Linked DNA regions of Sus scrofa: region 2 is linked to region 1. A link is a contact called in public promoter capture Hi-C data. All regions are on one chromosome and are shown on one strand. The core of a region is the stretch at or near the end of the contact, and the rest is flanking DNA. Distances in the headings are between cores, read along the strand shown.

What was found. Promoter capture Hi-C pulls out the DNA fragments that hold promoters and counts their contacts.
Region 2: a promoter capture Hi-C map of liver shows a contact between it and region 1, with 12 times the contacts expected there. The contact joins the promoter of PDHA1 here to the promoter of SCML1 in region 1. A contact is called at or near these places in 2 of 5 promoter capture datasets (fetal skeletal muscle and liver) and 2 of 47 Hi-C or Micro-C datasets (embryonic fibroblasts and mesenteric adipose tissue).

The regions. Positions count from the first base shown.
Region 1 is chrX:14,207,811-14,212,195 of Sscrofa11.1, reverse strand. It overlaps SCML1 (sex comb on midleg-like protein 1), which reads right to left and starts at 1,975. Exons shown (of 8, transcript XR_002340672.1): 1 at 1,791-1,975. NHS (Nance-Horan syndrome protein) reads right to left here. Exons shown (of 9, transcript XM_005673460.3): 9 at 3,111-4,385. All of the region lies in intron 1 of LOC110257735 (a long non-coding RNA gene), which reads left to right.
Region 2 is chrX:15,697,268-15,701,749 of Sscrofa11.1, reverse strand. It overlaps PDHA1 (pyruvate dehydrogenase E1 component subunit alpha, somatic form, mitochondrial), which reads right to left and starts at 1,826. Exons shown (of 11, transcript XM_003360244.4): 1 at 1,488-1,826. The coding sequence starts at 1,544.

The DNA.
Region 1 (4,385 bases), core at 726-3,225:
GTGGGGCAAAAGCTCAACACACAGAAAAGAATACAGTGTGTGATTCAATTGGTCTAAAGCTCAAAAAGAGACAAAAGTAAATGTAAAAGAAGTCTTTCCAAATCAATAACTTTAGATATACCGTAGTCACTTCTTATGTTTCCTATCTTGCAAATAGGCCGTGATTTATTTCACAGAGCCCCCACCGCTGGCTGCTGCTCTGTAGGTATTCACAACATCCTCCCACTGACTCTAGCTGTTATTGAACGCCTTGACAACTAATCCTCAGCATCACAACATAGTTCTCCTTCACACTGTACCCTTACACTGCAGAGAGAGCAACCATTTCCCCCAAACGAATTTAAAGCAGTGGGGCATGTGCAAAGAAACAGGCTTTAATAAAGAGTCGGAATCGGAACTGCAAAACTTGCTATTTTGTCTTAGGGATTTAACCCCTCTGCGCCTCAACTTTTTAACCTATAAAGTTGGAGTAACGGCTACCTGACAGGGTTGTGTGGGACCCAATGACAGTTGAGCACTAGGCGTCATGTTTGGTTTATAGCAGGCAAAGCCTAAGTTTCAGTTCCCCTTCACTTCTCCCCACACGTTAAGTTTCTGCAACAATTTTCCTAGAGCCCAACTATGACTAGATTATTTAAAATGAATGTCAGTGGTTAAATTCAAAATCCTGCTAAATAAGTTTACTTAATAGGAAGCTCATTTACATTTTATGATAGGAAATCTAAACATCGGGTTTTTAGAAAGACACATTTAAGATACATCAAAGTCATTTTTCAAAAGTCACCTGAGGCTTCTGCCTCCCAAGGTGCAAGGCATTCACTTGCCATCCGCGTATCACAATGACGACAGATGAAAACAGCGTTTCACCCCAAAATTCTCAGTAAATAGGGCAGATTACAACAGCAAGCCCACTCTAGATTTTTTCTTTTCCCAATAAACTGTGTCAACACATTGATTACTTTCTAAAAATCCCGTCAGGACTCAAAAGTAGCCCTTCTGTCCGCAGCAAACTTGAGAGAGCACAGAGTCTGCCAGACGGGGGATAAAGCCGGCCACACTCGATTCCATGGCCCAGCTTTCTAAAACTCCGTGCAGAAAAGCTGCTTGTAAAATCACGATTCGTAAACATTAAAGCAGGTTCAAACTGGAGCAGCCCGACCTCCGGGAGAGCCAGGCCGAGGCAGAGAGGCAGTCCCCGACAGAGCGAGCTGTCAAAGGACCCCGCTCAAGCCACATCTTTGCGCTGAAGCTGTCTTTGATCAATCGCACTTACGATCAAAGCCTCAGAATCAACGGTTGCATCACAAAACACGTTATAACGAACCAACTCTCCAGTTAATAGATTCTTTACACTCAAAAGTCTATATAAAGTCTGATCGTCTCCCGCCCCCCCCAACCTCCCCCCACACCTGCCAAGAAAGAGAGAGGATGGAAAAACGATCACCTGTTACCACAAAGTCAGCACCAAGCCGCCAACAAGCGGCCAATTCTCAGAAGCGCCAACGAGCTGGCCCAGGAGGGGCAGGGGGAACCACCCGGAACCAAGTGCAACCACCCCGAACCAGCCGGAACCATCCCAAACCACCCGGAACCGTACCGAACCACTCCAGCCGCAGCGCTGCTGAAACTGCGGCGTACACTCGCTTTGCCCGGGAAGTAACTATTTTCTCTTCCCTCAGGAAAATCCTCCTTCCCCGCCACCCCGCTCCCGAGCGGGAGCCATTAAGCCAAGTCACTCCTCAACTGCTTCTAGCGCATCCACGAGGGAGAAAAAGGGTCACAGCACAGACCTTTTCTGGCGCTAGAGCAGCCAAACCAGCCTCCTGAGAGCGCGGGAACCGGCTAGCGGTGAGCCGTCTCCCGAGCAGCGGGGGTAAAACGGTTAGGGTCACTCGAGGTCAGAAACGGTCCTCGCACCGGAAATAGGACCCGACCACGTGATGCGCCCGCCGCAGAGCCCACGGACCCCACGAAGCTGGGGACCAACTCTCGCACCAGAGACCACCCACCGTACGGAGGTTGCCACGTGCGGCCGGCCGCTGGCCTATCAGTGGCCGCCTAGAGACAAGCCTGAGCCGTAAGCCGACCAATCCTGAGGACCCCTTTGCCGTCGCGTGAGAAGCGGGCCGTTGCTAGGGAGTCGGCCGAGGGGAGGGGCTGTGCTTCCCTCTGCGCAGCCGCAATGGCCGCTTCCGAGCACCTGCAGCTCGGCGGTGGTTGGCAGAGGTTGGTGAGTTCAGTTCCGCGCCCCGCTATAGGCTGAAGACGCGAAGCTCCGAGGCGGAGAGGAGTTTTTGCGGGTATTTCGGTGTGGGTTTCTTGGAGGCGGCTCGCAGGGCTGAGGCACTTAGGCGTCTGGCCTCTCCCCTCTTGTTGGTTAATTCTTTGAAGATTTTTTTTTTAATTTAATTCCCCCTTCCTCTGTGATGTACCAGAGACGTGGACATTGAATTAATTCTAGGTGTGCGGTCAGTGCTTCAATTCGCAAGGGGAGGGGCCGGGCTTTAGCAATTGTGGTTTGGTACAAACCTGGAAGGGTTATTTTCAAAGGTTGTTATGCCTTTATGCGATGACACAGATCTTGGAGCCAGATTTGCTGTGTTTGTACCCTAGCCTCAACATTTAAGTGAGCTATGGCTTTGAGCAACTCAGGTAACGGCTCTGTGCTTCAGTTTCCCATCAATAAAATGGGCACAGCGAGGGGGGTGGTGAGTTAGGATAAGCACAGCAGTTACAACACTATCAGTAAATGTATGTAATGAAAGGTACATGACATTACTTAGTGGCGATCGTCTTAGGTTATGTCGAGGTTGCTCACCTTGGGAAGGAGGCATAGTCTGAGAAATTCAGAAGCAAAGCAGTTGAAGTAAAGCTATATAAATCTTGTAGCGCCCAGAGAGGCGCTACAAGGGAAGCATGTTGGACATGAGAAATATTTTCTTTTCTCCTCTCAAATACAAGCGAGATTAGAGCCCATTGTAGATAGAGTATTTATTATTATGATTTTGCTCATACTTTTGCCATAGCAGGTTCTGTCCCTTACGTCCACACTTGGTGTATGCAAGACCCCAGGAATACGATTACGTAACAAAGAAGAGGGAAACAAGTTCTTTAATTGCAGTCACGTTTATTTGCAGTTTCTATACACACTTCCTAGGTAATCAAACTTTTCTGGTACATTTTTTTTTGGAGAGGGGTTCACAATGAAACTGTCACCATTTTTACTAAAAATAAATACAAGACTTAAAGTGTTGCACAGCTCTAAAATATACAAAGGCTTGAATTGAATGTAAACGTTGAAAACATCTTACAAAAGAAACCATTTTTGCAACAATTTAAAAAGTTCATATTTACAAATATTACAAAAATACAAAATGGATGCAAGTCCATAAACCATTGTCTTTTGGCCAGCATGAACTGGTTCTAGTACCAAAATAGTTACACTGTAACCTTCCTCCTAGTTTTAAATCTTTGTTTTGATCTAGTTCTCTGAGTCTGCCACCACTGCAGCAAATGTACTCACTCACTGACCTTTGGCAAGAGCAAACAGTGTGTTTTGTTTGCTACAACTAGTCCATGTCCTCTACTTAGCCAAAACAAAAAAAAAACCAAAAAAACAAAACAAAACAAAACAAAAAAAACAACCTTCCCCCACACAACACAGACATGTCATATAAACATAAAAGGGCAAAATATTAGCATCAGTGCAAACAAAAGAAGAAAAGTTTGGGTTGATGTTCTTCATAATACCTAATGTGTGTAGCCTGCGTGAGACGGCAGTGATGTTGAGGACAGCCCTAAATCTTGGTCTCATGTGCTCTGGGATAAAGCCATGTAGAATATTCCAAATTACTAAGGAAATTCTTGCTTTTTAAACTCAGTTTGTTACTCAATACTCTTTTGCACAGTGAATTTTAAATCCATCTTTATTTGGGTTTTTTTTTAAATCTATGAAATATAAAATAGAGGAACTCTGCTATAGCTTTTTAGAGTAAACAAAATAAGTAAAACTATATTATAAGGGTTAGTTCTGTGGTCATTACATATAGAAGGTATCTTATTGCCTTCACAATTCAATATGTCTTTTAAAATATAGTACCATTACTTAAATCAATGTCAATAAGAAGGTGACATATTTGTTAAAGCCAATTCACGTATTATCCATTCAAGATTTAGAATCACTTTTAAAGCCCACATACCTTTCTTTACACTTAAAAAACCCCTAACTACACAAAAGCCATACTGCAAACGAACTGCTTTTATGAAAATTACAAAAGATCACCTATTGTGACTGGTAAACGACTGTTTCTTATGACATCTGTCTAAAAACCTTATTTTTAAAAGTTTGTCAAGTGTACTTTTCAAAGCATGAGAAAAAGTTACTC
Region 2 (4,482 bases), core at 577-3,076, 1.5 Mb before region 1:
AACGAATCTGACTAGGAACCATGAGGTTGCGGGTTCAACCCCTGGCCATGCTCAGTGGGTTAAGGATCCAGTGTTGCCGTGAGCTGTGGTGTAGGTCGCAGACGCGCTCGGATCCCGAGTTCCTGTGGCTCTGGAGTAGGCAGGTGGCTACGGCTCTGATTCGACCCCTAGCCTGGGAACCTCCATATGCCGCAGGAGCGGCCCTAGAAATGGCAAAAAGACCAAAAACAACGGTGAAATGTGCTTGTTTTTCAGGGAGATCCAATCACAACCTAAATGCTAATACAGATTAATCACATGGCATTCTGTGTTTGTCAATCAATGGCAGTCCTAGAGAAGTACACTTCCTCCAACCGTTCGATGATCTCTGCCCTATACCAAGCTGAGCTGCCAGTCTTGGGAGTTACTGGAGCAAGAACTGCAAGTCAAAACTTGGCTGCAGTGATACCAAGTCACATTACCACCCATCCCGTGCTTAGAGGTCAAAATGCTCTGAACTTCGGCTAGGAATGTCTAAAAGTTGGAGCCATAAATAGCGCTAACCTCTAACCCCATCCTCCCAAACACCACTTTAGCTACTTCTATCCTAAATGAGAGTGTCTCCGCATCTGTGTGCAAGTGGAGGGCCTCCCTCTGGGTTCTGCCTGACGGCTTTTGAATCGACTGCCTAGGAAAAGCTCACCGTTGAGGCAGAGGGGAGGAAAGAGTACCAAGTGTGTTGTTTCTCTGGAACCCAACCCTGCATCAACACTCCACAGAGCCGAGCGCTGGCGTTCAACAAATGTATACCAAATTGGGAACTCAAATAATAACAATATTTAATACTGACGGCACCTACCATGTACCAGGCGCTACCGGAAAGGTTTACATACTTGTCACTCCTTTAAGCCTCACGACAACCCCATGGAGTAAGTACTCTCCATTTCAGAAATGAGGAAATTGAGCACCGGGCTGTTTTAAGAAAAAAAGCAAAACCAAAAAACTCTTGCCCAAGACCACAGGGCTAGTAAAGAGTGAGGCTGGCGTCTGAACGGAGTCAGTCTCCGGATTCCTGGTCAAGAGGAACTAAGGAAAAATTTTAATGAACCGGCCAGGAAGAGGCAGCCAACTCGAGGAAGCCCAAGGCCCCCTTTTCTGTCTACAGTAAAGGAACGGGCACTTTTGCTTCTTTTGGGGGGCGGGGGGCGGGCATTTTGGGGCCGCATCAACAAGCCCGGCACGGGGAACCACTGCTGACCTCCACGTGGACCTTGTAAAGCTCCCCCTCCAACAGGCGGCGCCGCTTGGCCGAGTCGCCGCTCCGCTCGCGGCCAGGAGTGCAGCACACAACGTGGAAGCAGAACAAAGGCCTGCGGCTCCCCGAAGACCGCTGCGCCCGGCCCGACCCGCCCGCCTAGCCCGCTTGCCCTGCCCTTTGGCGTCCTCCGGCGTCGGGCCCCGCCTCGGTCCCGCTCTTTCCCTGCCACGGGCCGCTCAGGCCGACTCACCGGCTTCTGGGCGACGCCCGACAACACGCGGGAGACGGCGGCGAGCATCTTCCTCATGGAGTGCGGGCAGTGGCAGCAGCGGCGACTCCCAACCGCTCAAGCAGCGAGGCCCAGAAGTCTCCAAGTCTCCTTCAGGCGCCCGGGGAGGACGCTAAGACCTAACGGCGGCGCTACGGAACGCGACGCGACGCGACGCGACGGAAGACGTCATGCGCCGCACCGGGCCACGGGCCAACCAGGATTGCTCTCAGGGCGTGCCCCGCCCACCCGAGAGGCCCACGGCCGCCCATTGGGTGTCGGAGCCAGAGAGCTGGGCTGAGGGCTGCCTCCGTCACCACACGGGTGAGGGGCGGGAGACCTGAGGACGCCTGCGTGGGAAAGCGAGGCCACGCCTCCAGGGCCACTCGGGAATGGACCCTGTTAGATTGGGCGCCACAGCTGAGCCGTGCTCCTCTGGAGATCGTTCAAGGGCAATACTACCCAGCGACTAGTCTTGCCAGTACTGCACCTTTGCAGCCTCTGCTCAATACACTGGATGATAAAGATTAATAGCCTGATGGGGCCAAAGGACAGAACATATGGTTTTTATAAATGGTTCTGCTGCCAACTTGTCTCTAAGAAGTTACATAACAGTTGTAAAAGGCTTCCCTGCCTACTTGAGCTAGGATCTGATGAAATAAAATTATTATTTTAAAGCAAGGCAAGAATTTTTTCTTTTTCTTTTTTTTTTTGTCTTTTTAGGTCCACACCTGTGGCATATGGAGGTTCCCAGGCTAGGGGTCGAATTGGAGCTGCAGCTGCCGGCCTACGTCACAGCCACAGCGAAGGGACCCAAACCACATCTGCAACCTACACTACAGCTCATGACAATGCGGAATCCTTAACCCACTGACTGAGGCCTGGGATCAAACCCGTGTCCTCACGGATACTACTCGGATTCGTTCTTGCTGAGCCATGACCGGGCCTCCAAGACAAGAAATATTTAAACAAAAATGTTTTCTCTGTCTGTTTGGGCCTTCTCCACACACACCCCCCCTTTCTGGTGTGCATTGTTCATCTACATTATTCATTAAGCTCACCTCCCCAATGGCAGAAATACCTCCTCAGCCATAAAGCTCAATTTTTCTTCTTCTAGAGCCAGCCATGTAACTCCTTTGAAGATAACATTCCTTGCTCAATCCTGTAAATCGTCGTGATTGCCCTCCACTCACCTCGTATGTGCAGACATCTTTGGTGAACTTTATGCACAAATGCCAATGTATCATTTCCCTTAAAGATAGCGACTGGTACAGAACAGACTGAGTCACAAGACCTAGGGAGATACAGGGCTGCAATGAATGGAATTTCTTCGCTTAAATACTTACGACCTTATTAATGTCTCTAGCTATACTCCTTGTATCCTGCCTGTTTTACAAGACTACTGTTTCTTGCATTACCAAATGGGCAACTGAGCCTCTGATAAAAGTAAGATGACTAGCTGACTTGGAACGAAGGACCAAAGATACATATAATTCTACCAGATCAATGTTGGTCATAGTGTAACCCTAGATATGGAAAGAAGCAACAAGAAGGAACCATTTCCTGGATCCTAACAGACTGGTATGACAGGTGGTCCTGAGGCTTTGGGCTACTGTTAGCAGGGCTTAGTCCCATAAGAGCACATGGAGGGTCCTAGCAAGGAAATCCTCCCCTGACCTGGGAATGAGCATTTCTAGTGGTGTGGGCCAAGTGGGTCATGAAATGCTTCCCAAATCTTCGTCAAAAATAAGATCAAAATGGGGGGGGGTTGTAAAACAAAAAATGTTGCCCAGCATGCAGTTCTACAAGAATCAAGTCATTAGCCACTGCAGTCACTGACCTAAAATACACCTGAAGAGGATTTCAGGATTAAGATCAGGGTGAAGCATTTTGTGCTCTGGGAAAACTGGCAGAACTAGCCCTCGGACAGATATTTTCAGGAGAAAATTTGATGAATCCAGTTTCTTGCATTTTCCCATACTTGGAAAAGCAGTAAAACCATTAACTAAGATATGTGTCCCCTTGTGAATAGCAGTAACCTTATACCAAGATAGGTGCTTGACTGCACATCCGCTCTCTCGAAAATCACACTGCACTGGCCTTCCTCTCCCTTTACCTTTTGAGAACAGTGCTCACAGCTCTGAGAGGATGTCTCCCAGGTTTTGAGCCTCAGGTTGGCTCAAATAAAAATTTGCCGTATCTTTATTTTTATTTATTTATTTATTGCTTTTTAGGGCCACACCTGCAGCATATGGAGGTTCCCAGGCTAGGGGTTGAATCGGAGCTACAGCTGCTGGCCTACGCCACAGCCAGAGCAACGTGGGATCCGAGCTGTGTCTGCAACCTACACCACGGCTCACGGCAACGCCAGATCTTTAACCCACTGAGCGAGGCCAGGAACTGAACCCTCAACCTCATGGTTCCTAGTCGGATTCGTTTCTGCTGCGCCACGACGGGAACTCCTTCCATATCTTTCTTAGGTTGACCGTTGATTAATGTTTTCATCCTTATAAAATAAGTCATGGAGACATAATGACAGCATATTTGGTTTTTTTTGTTTTTTTTTAAATCTTTTTTTTTTTTTTTTGTCTTTTTGCTATTTCTTGGGCCGCTCCCGCAGCATATGGAGGTTCCCAGGCCAGGGGTTGAATCGGAGCTGTAGCCACCAGCCTACACCAGAGCCACAGCAACGCGGGATCCGAGCCACGTCTGCAACCTACACCACAGCTCACGGCAATGCCAGATCCTTAACTCCCTGAGCGAGGCCAGGGACGGAATCCGCAACCTCATGGTTCCTAGTCGGATTCGTTAACCACTGCACCATGACGGGAACTCCACGCTACTGCTTCTGACCTATTTTGTGTGGCCTGACCAGAGCAGGGGGCAAAGCTTTCCTTCCACCCGAGGTTGCAATCACCCTGGGCTGGCTTTCACTAGACCACAGATTGCATCACATCGCACGTTCTTCTAAGTTTGG